Regions from separate parts of the Mus musculus genome. Here region 1 is linked to region 2. A link is a contact called in public HiChIP or PLAC-seq data. All regions are on one chromosome and are shown on one strand. The core of a region is the stretch at or near the end of the contact, and the rest is flanking DNA. Distances in the headings are between cores, read along the strand shown. Region 1 overlaps Gm33677 (predicted gene, 33677). Region 2 has its middle 61 kb from the start of Gm33337.

Region 1 (7,445 bases), core at 2,653-5,152, 390 kb after region 2:
GTTGTGGGTGGTGCCATCCCTGGGCTGGTAGTCCTGGGTTCTATAAGAAAGCAAGCTGAGCAAGCCAGGGGAAGCAAGCCAGTAAGTAACATCCCTCCATGGCCTCTGCATCAGCTCCTGCTTCCTGACCTGCTTGAGTTCCTGTCCTGACTTCCTTTGGTGATGAACAGCAATGTGGAAGTGTAAGCTGAATAAACCCTTTCCTCCCCAACTTGCTTCTTGGTTGTGATGTTTGTGCAGGAATAGAAACCCTGACTAAGACAGCCTTGTTCAAGTGGAAAGGCAGAAGGTACAGAGTAGCAAGTAACTGAGACCTCGGAGGAATCAACTGGCCAAAAAATTTCAGTTGAATTCAGGAGATCTAAAGGAAGGCAGGAGGAGCTACTGTTAAAGAACTGACAGGAATTTCATCTCCATAACCACACTCCATAGATGCTGCAGCCCCTCCCATCGAAGAACCCCATCTTTAGTCTTCCACTTCTCCTTACATCCCCATTTCTCTGTCCAGTCACTCTCCTCCCTCCCACATTGTCCTACCACAGTCTTCTGAGCATAGAAAAGATAACATCACTACCGAATGGTGTATTGGCACCAGCCTAGGAACACCAGCCTTTGAACCAGGTCTCATCTTTGGGGAACATAGAAACATCCAATGAGAACTACCTACATGAATCTCAGCTCCAGGACTCCTGGAATGAAAGTTGTTCAGGCACAGAACTGGGCTTGGAGAAGCTGCAGTTCTCTAAGTGCCTCTCTCAGGGTGTCCTCCTACCCTCTCCAATAAATGATAGTAAGGCTTTCCCATGTGTGTGCTGGGTGTTTTACACAACGAACCACCCCAATATTAGGCATGGTTTAATAAATGGTAGCTAATCATTATCTGTCATTTACTCTGACTCTTCTGATTGCCCAAAAGTCCTTCTGACCTGAATTTAAAGATCCAATCTTTGTTGGACATGTCCATGTGTCTAGAGTAAACTAGCCAATTACGTGGAGGCTGCCTCGTTGATGACAACCTCACTAGAGTGTCTTCTTTTTTGCTACATGTGGGCCTCCTCTTCTCATACCTAGCCTAGCCATGTTTCTGTAATAACCTCAGGGCTTGCAGAGAGGGCTGAGAGCAAACCTCTGTGTACCTGTACTCTAGCTGTTGATGGTTTTGGCATGCTTGCTGTTATTACACCAGGCAAAGCCAATGTCACGGATAAGTTCATAAATAGACATAAATAGAGTAAAATAGACAACAGAGGAAGGGCAGGTGTGCAGAGAGGCTGCTAAAGGGAGCTGTTGTTGCCTCAGTTGCTACGCCAGGCCTGACTTAACTGTGACTACTGAGATGACTTTCAGTTGACCGATGCTCAACTGAAGCGATGACATAGTGACAGAATCAGGACACGCCACTTTCCAAATCTTATGACTTTGGTGCAAGCAAGATGATACACCGAGGACATATGATATCTAGCAGATGCAGGGGAAATGTTTCTTGAAAGCTTGCCTTATCTCTAAAAACAGAGATTTCTGGGAATTGAGGCTGTCGTACACTTCCCCTTTTAGAATGGCTCTGATGCAAAGAGGAGAGCTAAATCTATGATAGACATGGTCCGTGGTGGATATCCATGACCATGAAGAAGATGAGAAGACAGGACCTAGACAAACTAGGTTTCTCTCGCTTGCTCTCCTACAGATCCACATGTTTCTTTAAAAAAAAAAAAACATGTTTGATCTTCACACAGCAGCTACTTCTCCCTGCCTTCTGGTCTCCCACTGAGTTAGGTTTCCAAGATCCAGCTCTTACTATCTAGCTTATTGAAATCACTCACCAAAGCATGCTCCTGCACATATGTGACATGTACCACCAAGCCCCTTCTCCTATAAGCTTGCCTTTGCCAGATTGATCCCCGAATACCCACCGTTAAACATCAAAGGGTAGAAGAAAAGGCTCTTTGTCTCTATTACCCCAGCCTTACCTCAGAACCCACACTCTACAGGATGGCTTAAGTCTTTTGAGGTAGTGTCTTCTGTTGCCTATGGTCATTCGTATCATGACCGTGTTTTGTTTAGTTTTCTTTGGGTGTTCCAGGATCAAACCCGTGGTCCTGGTATGCCAGGTAGGATGTCTATAACCACAGCCCAGGACTGAGCCTCAGTGGCCTCTCAGACAGCTAATGAAAGTGGTCAAGGAATCAGTCAGACTTAGGAATCTCGATTTGTTTGGAAACGTCAAGACGAGGGATAAATTGAGTGTGCAGGGGTGAAGATGCTATTTAAAGCCCTGTGATTAAATTAAACCACCTTATAAAGTGTGAACGAATTATAAGAGGCATGAAGAGCCAAGGGGTATAGGTCTCAGAGGGGAGAAAGATGTCAAAAACTGGTATACGATGAATAAAAGATGGGAACCAAGGGATGGGGTTCTAGAAACCCAGAGGGGATAAAGGAGGGTCGCCTGGAGAACACTGTCTGTCCTCAGCAATTTGGAGAATTCACACTCCTTCCTATGACTGTCTTCCCAGGGCTGATTCTGTCACAATGGACGCATTTGCCCTAGATGCTCTGAGACACTGAATTTTTCCTCCTCTCTGTGTACCTCCATGGCCTTGTCCTCTCTGCCTGCAGGTGTTCCCTGCATAGCAATCTAGTCCTGTCCTCCTATCTCCCCTCCCCATCTCAGGTCTCAGACACAAGTCCCACATCTGGTTGGGCGGGCGCCCCTTCCAGGAGCGCAGTCCCTCCCTCTTGCAAGCACTCATTGCTGGCAGCCGGTGCCTCTAAGCTCTTCAGAGGTGAGCCCAGGCAATGGCTGCTCCTTTTTGTTACAGTAGTCGTCAGCAATTCTTGATCTTGGTAGAGATATATCTGTGGGCTAAATCAAAGGACACATAGGGCAGGGTCCCCAGTATTAGCATCTGGCTGACCTACCAAATAAACCAAGACTCCAGGGGCCTTCTGCTTCTGGAAGACTCGAGGCAACAAAGTCTTACCTGTTTGAAACAAATGGTAAGAAGTCTCAAATGAATTGGCACATTGTAGGATTTTGAAGAAGTTTTGATACATTCAAGAAACACTAAAAACACCCACCTGCCCACCCCCTTTCCTGTCTGAACTATGGCTTTGAACTCAGTAGGTAATCATTTTTCTTTAAATAATATTAAAGTCAGTTTAAATGTGACAGGCGTCTTTTCACAAGCACTCCAAGCACCAGCAAGGAATGGATGGACCCGGACAGACCCTTAGGTTCAGTCTTTGCTTGAGGCAGTGAGGCTCTCTAGAAGAGATTCGGCAATGGTAAACCTACTCCCCCACCCTGAGGGAGGGGTTTATAAGTCACCTAAATCAGGACTCCAAAGGTCCTCATAAGTATGGCAGCAAATGCCTAAGATGTGGGGAGGAAGGGAGGTCTCTGAACACTGCGTCCTTTGTCATGCAAGTAGAGCCAACGTTCTGAACAGAAATTGTAGATACTAGCAGACTATCTTTAGAAACAGGAAGTCAGGAACAGCCTATAAATATCTTCCCCTTCCTTCCTGAAGATCACATATACATTTTTTTTTTAAGATCCAGAAAAAACAAACAAACAAAACAAAACAAAAAAGATTTAGAAATAAAGAAAGTGCCTTAGTCTGGCTACTTCCTTTCTAGATTTTTCTAAAACTTTAAAATGTGTTGTGAGGGGAAGAGTACCACTTCAGCTTTTGACTGTTTGTGAGTGTCAGCCCTTTAAAAATGGCTTTCTTCTTTTTAAAACATTTAGTATATTGAGGGAAATCATGACTTGGGGGTTGATAAAAGAGCCCTAGTTACTGCTAGAAAGCAGTGGGGCCCTCAGCTGCGGGGTGTTCAGCAACTCTCCAGCTGGATTAGGCACTGTTGTCTCACCATTGTCCCAGTTGTGTCGGAGTGAGCCTCAGGGACACGTGACATATGCTCTGACCTCAGCCCTTGCTGACACAGACAGTCTTAACAATACCACTCCAACAGACCCACGCCAGGCTGCTCTTCTTTCCAGCTCTAGGTGTGTCTGGTGGGAAAATGATTCAGAGAGGCAGACACAAAATGTCTGTGGGTCCCAGAATCACTGTGAGGAATATTTTCCTAGGATCACCATGGGAGAGAGGGAAGCTGGGAGAATGGTTCAGATACCCATTCTACTTTCAGCCCAGCCCTTCTTCTTTGCCTCAGGAAAGGGCAACTTTTCCTTTCTTTTGTCTCTTTCTTCTAGATGCTAACTCCTCAGCCACTGGTCCTCACCCTCCCTAATGCTGCAACCCTTTAATACAGTTCCTCATGCTGTGGGGACCCCTCACCCCGACCATAAAAATGATTTTCCTTGCTACTTCATAACTGTAATTTTGCTACTGTTATGAATCGTAATGTAATATCAGTGTTGAGTTTGGTCTGTTGTTATGTATTGTAATGCTAAATTCTGTGCCCAAATGTCTGGACCCTAGAGTTGACAAGCTTTTGTTGTGCAAACCTTATTCTTTGATTTAAAACTACTGGTTAAATAAAATTGGTTGAATCCAATTACTGGAGGGATTCAAGGTAGATGGGTTTTGAGTAACCTGGTTGGCAGTGGAGAAGGAGGGGGTGGGGACCAGGAGGAGAAGGAGGAGGGATGAGGGGAGAAGAGGAAGCCTCCAAGAGAAGAGATGGACCGTGAGCATGTGGCCAGGAGAAACAGCAAGTATCTGGGGTTATACCCCTGGGAAGGTAGCCAGGCCAGCAGTCAAAAGAGTAGATTAAGGGTGACCCCCAGTAATTATCAACGCCAAGTAAAATAACCATAGTCGGAGTCTCATTTATTTGTGAGCTAGTTGGGGATAAGCATAACGTGGTTGTACTACACATCTGAAATGCAGCATATCTGACATGTGACCCCTGTGAAAGGGTTGTTAGACACTCCCCCCCCCAAGGGATTTCAACCCATAGATTGAGAGCCACTGCCTTAAGTGTGCCTATGTCTGTGTACATGCTGTGTATAGGTGTGTGAGCACACATGCAAACACACACACACACACACACACACACACACACACACACACACACACCATGGTACTTTGGACTTCCATGCTCTTTCTAAAGCCCCCTCCCACTCAAATGTCAGGCCTTGCCCACCCCCACCTCCTTTTCACCGACATTCTCCAGGCAGCTGCTGGGATTTACAGCTGCCCACCCTGGGGCTTTTTAAAAAACACTAATAACACTAGCCTTGAGCTTCGTTCAATTCTTTCATTGAAACTAAGAACCCCAAGGGGGAACCCTGATTTCCCAATATCATCTAAGAAACACAAAGAACTCCTGAAAACCCCCAGTAACTGTTACAACCATTCTAACACATGAAAGACTTGTACAAATGGCATTTTTACCATTTTCTTGGTTAAAAACTGTCTAGAGAGATGGCTCAGTGGTTTAAAGCACTGACTTCTCTCCCAGAGAACCCAGGTTCAATTCCCAGTGTCGCATGGTGACTTATGATTGCTGTAATTCCGGTTCCAAGGATCTAATGCCTTCTTCTGGCTTCCTTGGGCACTGTAAGCATGTGGTGCACACACAGAAAAAAACATCTGGACATATAAACTAAAAATGAACCTTTTAGAAATAACTGAATGTCTACTCCAGTCACCATTAAGATTACACAAAGGAAGAGGTGACCACACTGATAACCAGGGTGTGAAAATATAGACCATGGAGGCTGGAAAGATGGCTCAGCAGTGAAGAGCACTAGCTGCTCTTCTAGAGGTCCAGAGTTCAATTCCTAGCAAGCACATGGTGGCTCATAATCATCTGTAATGGGATCCGATGCCCTCTTCTGGTGTGTCTGAGACAGCAACAGTGTACTCACATATAGGAAATAAATAAATCTTTAAAAAAGAAAATATAGAACACTTAACTCTGAGTGTTCAGTTTGTATTTAATCATTTTAATTTTCTGGACTGAGAAAACAAAGGTATCAAAAAAATGGTTATGAAACAAATCAAAACTACTCTCTTTCCTTGTTGAAGGTTGAAAAAATTCTAAGTTTGGTTAAGAGTTGTTGTTGTTGTTGTTTAATGCATAAGAAAGCTGAAAGTATAACATAGGGAGGCCTATGAAATGATAACATTTGGATGCTACCTTTAAAAACAAACAAACAATAAAAACAAAACAAGATCTATGAAGATGGCTCGATGGGGAAAGGGCTTGCCACAGGAGCCCGAGAACTAGAGTCGGGGTACCCAGTGAGGGTGCCCATGTACATGGCAGATGGGTAAAAATTCCAGAGCTTGGCAGGATGTGAAGACAGGCTGTCCTCAGAGCAAGCTGGCTGGCTGGATTAACAAAAGTAGTGAGCTCTGTCCAGGTCCAAGTGAGCAACATTGCCTCCACAGATACAATGGAAAACTGTCAAGAACCATGCCCAATGTCAGGCCCGGGTCTTCGAGTGTATACACACACGCCCGCACACACCTGCATGCACACCACACACTTGCAAACATGCACACACGGATGCATGCCATACACGTGGACACATCCCAAAAAAATGAAAAAAAAAATGAGACAGCTTTCAGAGCCACATTTGGCATGTGAAATACAACCCTCCTGCCCATGGTAACTACAAGCTTCAACAGGGATCTCCTCTCTTGGCACTGTCTCCATGGAATAACCTGAGGCAGACATCTCCTAAGTGCACAGTGACACGGGTTAAATGGAAAAAAAAAAAAAAAAGCGTTCTGTGTGTGTGTGCTGTAGGTGAGTGCCAAGACGGACGCTACGGGCCATTACACCAGTCAGCTGTACCTGTCTTCTACCTATGCCCCACCCTCAGTACACATGGGCAAGGCCAGTGCACACTCGATCTTGCCAAGACTGCCTTATTTGGCATCTTTCTAAACCTAAGGACTTAGCAACATAGCCAGAACTCTGGTTAGTTGGTCATCAACTGCAATTTTACCAAGGGGTAGAGCGCTTCCAAGCTTGGTCTCAGACACAGTGAGACCACACCCAACTCAATTGTTCCTATTTTAACAACGAGAGACAGAGAGACAGAGACAGACAGAGAGAGACAAAGAAAGACAGAGAGAGACAGAGAGAGAGACAGAGAGAGTTTTTATCTGGAAAGAAAAAAGCACTGCCCTGCTGGAGTTATGAATACACATCGGTGCCCACACTGCTCCTAGACATCCCAGACCACTCCAAATGCTGTGTTGAGAGTCTTCCAAGCTAGGAAAGGCTGTGGCCAGAAGAGAACACCTAAAGCTCCCAGAAGACTGCTGTAGCCCAGGGGTTGCCCCACCCACAATGGGCGGGGCCCTTCCCCACCAATCACTAAATAAGAAATTGCCCTGAAGGTTTGCCTACAACTAGATCCGTATCTTCTCTCTCTCTCTCTCTCTCTCTCTCTCTCTCTCTCTCTCTCTCTCTCTCTCTCTCCCTCCCTCCTGGCTCTCTCTCTTCTCCTTCTCTCC
Region 2 (7,060 bases), core at 2,030-4,529:
CATATACATCATATACATGTACATGTACATGTACATATACATATACATACATATACATACATATACATACATATACATATACATACATATACATATACACACATACATACACATTTAATGAATTGTTTTGCACATTGGTAATCCTAAGACATTTGTCTCACTGGAAAAAAAATCTTGCCTTCAGGAGCAGAGTGTTCAGAGCCCACAGTGAGACTGTAACTGTAAACAACCTTATCCTAATGGTTCCTCTGAGGGCTGTGTGATTTCACACCTGTCTGTGGAGCTGTGGTGGAGAGTGGTTCCAGTCTGGTAGGTGTCACCTTATTTGCCCGGACTGTCTTTCACATTGGCGCTGACTCTGAGGAGAGCCAACCCAGGCAAGGGAAGGGAGGGGAGCAAGTCCTTCCTAAAAGCTATTTTTCTACATCACACTGCCTCCGTGCTGCCCCCTCCAGAAAACGGGGGGGGGTGTGCCCTGATAGACCAGAATGCTAATTACAATCATTACCTAAATCAACCAATCTTCCTTGACAAGGACTGATGCTGTCAGATACTAAGCGAAGCTCCACGTTTCATTTCAGTACAAATTACTTTTCCATCCCCCTTTGACAAATGCCTCAATTTTGATCTCAGATTTGCTCTTAGGATGGACGTGTAATTATCTGCTCTTGTTTACAGCAACAAAGGTCAGGTTATTCAGCAGATATTAATAACCACTGCTCTAAGAGTCCTCTTCCGGCTCATCTTGCATGCTGAGCTTTGCCCTAATTTCAACCTTGTGAAATTTTTATGGGGCTGAGGCAGTACCCTAACTAACTCTCTAACACTCTTATTAACTCTCTTATCTGTTGTGATAACCAGGCTCAGCCAAGTTTCCCTTTTTTATTAAACCAAATTACTAAGCCTTAGAAAAGCATCGCCTCGCTCCACTGGGGTTAAGGGAGTCCAGCTGCGTAAAACTGGAGACGATGCCTGATTCATTGGGGCCTTTGTGATTTGAAGAGTCCAAAAGGGCATGACCAAAATGGAAATCGGGAAGATGGTGGCAGCAGTAACATGGTAGAAGGTTCAAGGTAGCTGCATGGAACATTTGTATCATTCTGGAAAGAAAATCCAATTGCCCTACTTAGCTTCAGCTAACAACTTGATACAATTTAGAATCACTAGAGGAGAAAGTCGCATGGAAGAACTGTCCATATGACATTGGCCTGTGGGCTTGTCTGTAAATTATTAGCTTGATCATTAATTGATGTAGGAAGGCCCAGTCCACTATGGGTGCTACCATTCCTAGGCAGAGGTTCCTGAACTATATAAGAAAATGAGCCAGAGAGTGAGCCAATAAACAGCTGTCTTTATTGTTTTTATTTCAGTTCCTGCTTGATTTCTTGCCTCACCTTCTTTCAATAATTGACTGTAACCTGAACGTATAAACCAAATGAATCCTTTCTTCCATTAGGTTGCTTTTGGTCAGAGCATTTTATCACAGCAGTAGATAGCCAAATAGAACATATACTAATGTCCTGCCTGTAGCATTTCTTCCACGCTGCCATTACAACAGTGTGTGCTAAGTAGTAACAACTGTCCATTAGTTACAATCGTGTGTGCTATTTAGTAACAACTGTCTGTCTAGACTCACCTGCTGCTTGTTATCTGTATTCTCCCTCTGCTGTTTTGCTTCCTGCATTGCTTTTCCATCTAGACAGTGCACAGAAGGAATGTCCACCTGGCTAATCTGAGCACAGCTACTTGTGCATTTCAAGAGCACGAAGAGAAAGATCACGCTAACTTTGGTATGTCTTAGTCACGACTGTCCCACTAGGCTGGTTCTAGTGCTCTGACTGGGGAAGTGACCTGTGCATCTTCTGCTTCATCAGCTGGCTTGCTGCAGTGTTGAAAGTAGACTGACCCGCACCCTGCTCTCCCACTCCACAGGGCCACATGCTTTCCAGAGTCCCGCAGACCAAGCTGATAGACAGCTCGCACACATTGATTGCAGCTTTCATCAGCTCTGGAGAGGAGGAGGGTCAAGTACTACTGCAGGGATGGAAGAAGTGATTTATTACTCCTGTGTGATCCCACTTTGGGGCTGAGATAGGCAGCAAGCTGTTGACATAACTAACTGAAGGAAAGCATGGTCTAAGAACTGTATTTAGATAAACAACAGCACTTTGTCCAAACTGGAATGGAGTCGTAGGATTCTTTAAAAACAATCCATTATTTTGCAACAGAAAAGCTTTGGAGACTCTTACCAGACACTCTTAGTAGTAGAAGAAGAAGAAGGAGAAGGGGAGAAGGGGAGAAGGGAAGAAGGGGAGAAGGGGAGAAGGGGAAGAAGGGGAAGAAGGGGAAGAAGGGGAAGAAGAAGGGGAAGAAGGGGAAGAAGGGGAAGAAGGGGAAGAAGGGGAAGAAGGGGAAGAAGGGGAAGAAGGGGAAGAAGGGGAAGAAGGGGAAGAAGGGGAAGAAGGGGAAGAAGGGGAAGAAGAGGAAGAAGGGGAAGAAGGGGAAGAAGAAGAAGAAGAAGAAGAAGAAGAAGAAGAAGAAGAAGAAGAAGAAGAAGAAGAAAAGTTATTTGATATCACTGGATTTTCCCTGCAGATTAATGTTGCCCTCTCTAAGCCTGTCCATGAGATCTGGTAAGAAGAAAAATAACTGAAGGCTGGAAAACAACAAAACCTGAAGAAACAAAGATTGGGGGAGGCAGGAGGAAGGGAACGATTAAAGAAAGGCATGCTGACACGTGACCGTGAAGACGTGAGGGAACCTATTACCTTGTATGATTTTTTAAAAATTAAAGGTAGATATTTTTTCTCACACAGAATATTCAGAAACAGCATTACAGTTCCCCTCCCCAGATTCCTTTTAGATCATCGCCTCTTCCCCACACATCCAAGACCACACTAGAATACAGGCAGACATCTGAACTCATAATGCGGTACAAAAGCAAACAAACCCAACTAGGACAAGACAAACAAATAGAGAAAAAGAGCCTCCCTAAAAAGAAAAGAAAATTGCAGAAAACACATACAGACTCTAGGACACACACACTTCACCTAAAAATTAATTAGAAAAAAAAAGATATCAAGAATGAAAACTTGAATTGTAAAAATTGCTTAAAACTTCCTTTGACCTCTTTCATCTAGATCTCTTTCAATGATGCTTCAAATCAGCATTTAAAAACTTGTCTGTGGAAGAAAATATTAAACTGGAAGTGGGCTTTCTGAAGTATGCTGAGCTAAAAATAAATATTAACAGGTGTTCTTGCTTTCAGACTCCTTGGTGCGTCTCGCAAGCTGGGGCGTATGTGGCTATTTAAAGAGAGATGTTTGAGGAGATATTTCTCCATTGTCTCCAACTACATTTCAAGCACCAGGAGTTTATGTCTTGGTTGGAGTGGAAGCTCAAGAAGTTGGTTCGAGAAAAAGGTGGTTAGATCATGAGGAAGGATTACCCCAGAAGGGACCAGGATAGTTTGTGTGAGACTCCAATTAGTTCTCACACAGTGGGTTTGATATATCACTCTCTGGCTTCTTGTTTACCATGAAATCATTACTTCTTATCATGGTGCCACCTGCTATGAGGCCCTCATTAGAAACTAAACCCATGGACTCACTCTGTCACCAGTGACAGAGGGAGACATCACCCGACATAGCCAGCGGTCGCCTAGGGAGTTTCCTTCTCTGCTGAGGGACCACCACTCGGGATGAGCCAGAATGAAGCAAAGCTATAGAGTTTATTAACTAGGTACCCAGAGGGTTGGAAAGGACAAGACAATCCCAAGGTGTAGATTCCAGCAACCGGAGAGAATCCTGCTCAGGTGTCTTTACAATGGCTCTATTCTTGACCCTGTTTTACACACACACACACACACACACACACACATACACACACACACACACACTCCTGGGCTTTCTGCATCACATTGATTAGAAGATCTGATTTACAAAGTTTAAAAGTTAAATGAAAATATATGGACTACTGGGTCTATCCAGCCATATCTACGCAGTCTTTGGTACCTGGTTGATTGTGATCATTATAATATCCAAGAGTCATCCATCTTATCACGTGTATGGATAGCTTGGCTCTTTCAGCTGTCAAGTGGTATAATACTATGTGGACAACCTGCTCTTTGTATGTCTGTTCGCCTTAGTCATCCAAATGTGTTTTGAACGTGGGGCAATTGCAAATAAATTGCTCTAAGTTTCTCATAAAAATACATGAGCTGGTCAACTCATTTTCTTATCTAAAAAATTTTTTTCTTTTTATCAACCAGATTGTAAGGTGGTTTTCTTAGTTAAGGTTTTCATTGCTGTGAAGAGACACCATGAGTGACCAGGGCAGTTCTTATAAAGGACAACATTTAAATGGGGCTGGCTTACAGGTTCTGAGGTTCAGCCCATTATCAGTACAGCAGGAGGCATGGCAGTGTCCAGGCAGGCATAGCACTGAGGAGCTGAGAGTTCTACATCTAGTTCTGAAGGCAAACAGGAGAAGACTGACTTCCAGGCAGCCAGCAAGTGGCTCTCAAAGCTCACCCTCACCCCTCACAGTGACACAGTTCCTCCAAGAAGGCTACACCTACTCCAACAAGGCCACACCTCTTAATAGTGCCACTCCCTGGGTCAATCATATTCAAACCACCTGAAGCCTACTTACTAGCTTTAGAGATGAGACAGGAAAACTAATATGCTAAACTTGGATTACCAACATTCTGGACCTGAGTAACTCAGTGGCTTTGTTGTTTTAACACTGTAGTTTGAGACATCCACAGGAAACACACCTAATGTCCTAGGCAGTTTTACCTTGATCAGTTGTGTTAAAATTCTCAACAGCAGAGACAAATGAAATCCCAAATGAAGGGGCTTCTTTCCCATCTCACCGCCCCTTGGGTTCTCTTGTCTTTCTCTTGCCTCAGACCTATCTTGTACTTTTATCCTCTAAAACTACAAGTTAGATAAACTTCTAAACAACGTATCTTACCTCAAGTATTATGTTGTAGAAACAGAAAGGCACCAAAGAAATTGGGCAGCTGCTATAAAAAAAACCTGAAAAGGTAGAAGCCAGCTCTGAGATAAGTAGGAGGCAGAGGGTGAAAGAGTTTGAAAGCAAAAGTTAGGGAAAGCCTGGAATGTGGGAAACAGAGTGCTAGAGGCAAGCCTGGTGAGGGCTCAGAGGGTAGAGAGACAAGGAAACTCGATCCATATGGAATTGCTGATCATATGGGAAGGCAGAGAACAGCTTGCCCAGCTTCAAAGCAGCAAAGAGCATGGCTATGTTTCTCTCCTTTCCCTAACCTAGGTCTTTGAGGAAAGCCAATTTTTAAAAGCCACGACCTAGGATTCTCAGTAAAGATATTCGGAACTGAGAGCCTAGCACTCAAAGCCTGTGCTATGACGATTGTTGATTGATTTTAATTAGGTTACAGCGAGACTCAGGAAACAAATGCAGGAAAGATTTACTGAAGGGTTTGCTTGACTAGGAAAGGGCATCCAAGTACATGGCCAAGCGACTGTCTGATGGAGAGAAGAGAGTGAAAAGCTGGGTGTGGTTCCATTCATCTGTGATCCGAGTACTTGGGAAGCTGCGGCAGATGGAGCATGGATTTGAGGTCAACTGTCGCTACAGATTGTGATCCTATCTAAAATCAATGAAAAGGGGGGGGGGAGTAGAGGAGTGGGATGGAATGGGGGAGGAAAAAAGGGAGGTGGTAAAGGGAGGCTGGGGAGAGATTAGTATGCTAATTATTCATCAGTACAACTGGAAAGTTTGCTTGAAGGCAACTCACAAATATTTGAGGCAGTCTTTCCTAACACGGGGCCAGAGACTCTGTATTTCAGGGGATAACCTCTGGGCACCCACCCCCACAAGGCTACCTCACGAGCTTGCTCTCTCCTTTCAAGGAAACTGTTCTGTCCTGGCTAGTTTTATATCAACATGACACAAGCTATAGTTATATGAGAGGAAAGAACCACAAAATTGAGAAAATGTGCCCACAAGATCAGGTAGTAAGTAGGCAAACCTATAGAGTATTTTTGTAATTATTGATCCACAAGGGAGGGCCCAGCCCATTGTGGATAGGACCATCCTTTGGCTCATGGTCCTGGGTTCTATCAGAAAACAGGCTGGGCAAGCCATGGGGAGCAAGCCAGTAAGCAGCACGCTCCATGGCCTCTGCATCAGTTCCTGCCTTGTTTGACTTCCTTCTTGATTTATTTCGATGAATAACAGTGATGTGGAATCGTAAACCAAATCAATCCTTTCTTCCCCACTTGCTTTTAGTCACGAGGTTTCATCATAGCAAAAGTCATCCTAACTAAAACACCCTCCGCTGCCATCGTGGCTGTGGATCAAGCAGGCCTATATCCAGCTCATGACAGCACTAAACCTTGGACTCACTTATTGTATCTACTTTGGCAAGTACACAATCTCTGTCTCTCTCTTTAGCTTTCTCTTTCTCTGTGTCTGTATGTCTGTCCCTTTCTCTCTCTTTATCTCTCTCTGTCTCTGTCTCTCTGTCTCTCTTTATCTCTCTCTGTCTCTCTCTGTCTCTGTCTCTCTGTCTCTGTTTCTCTCTCTCTGTCTCTCTGTCTCTGTCTCTCTGTCTCTCTGTCTCTGTCTCTCTCTCTCTCTCTCTCTCTCTCTCTCTCTTAAGCTCCTTTGGCTCAGAGAACATGGTGAAAGAAGTTAGAAAGATTGTAGGCTATTAGGGAAGACAGGTACAAAAAAAAATACCCAAAACAAAACAAATGGTGTTTTCTGTATCTTACAGGACCATTTTACTCATATATCTATAGCAGCTGTGGATGCCTGCACAAGACCTACACAGGATCAAGACACTCAGAATTCCAGCATGGTTAGGGAAGAGGACTGTCAAGGTCCTACCCACCCTTAGCTGAGGAGCTATTAATAGTTGGTGGCTGTGCAGGGATGGAGAGTCCCTGTTTTTATGGAGTCCCTGATAGATTGCCCATACCTTAGTATATAGGCCTGCATCCAAGCACATGTGGGCAGTACTGATTGGAATCCATAAGCTATAAAAAATAGGGACCTAAAGATAGGTGGC

What was found. HiChIP or PLAC-seq counts read pairs in DNA pulled down with a chosen protein or histone mark.
Region 1: a contact with region 2 is called in an H3K27ac HiChIP or PLAC-seq map of regulatory T cells, with 5 times the contacts expected there. The contact joins two enhancer-like sites. A contact is called at or near these places in 4 of 115 datasets of contacts at active chromatin or transcription factors (embryonic basal ganglia, extraembryonic endoderm stem cells, large pre-B cells and 1 more).

Annotation. Positions count from the first base shown.
Region 1 is chr10:119,036,484-119,043,928 of GRCm38.p6, forward strand. The region is part of intron 3 of Gm33677 (predicted gene, 33677); the gene reads right to left. Among named protein-coding and RNA genes, the nearest start is that of Gm33677, 10 kb to the right of the region's middle. Within about 2 kb of position 3,903, at least 40 of the 459 cell types and tissues checked have an H3K27ac peak or open chromatin away from gene starts, as enhancers often do.
Region 2 is chr10:118,651,127-118,658,186 of GRCm38.p6, forward strand. No RefSeq gene overlaps it. Among named protein-coding and RNA genes, the nearest start is that of Gm33337, 61 kb to the right of the region's middle. Within about 2 kb of position 3,280, at least 8 of the 459 cell types and tissues checked have an H3K27ac peak or open chromatin away from gene starts, as enhancers often do.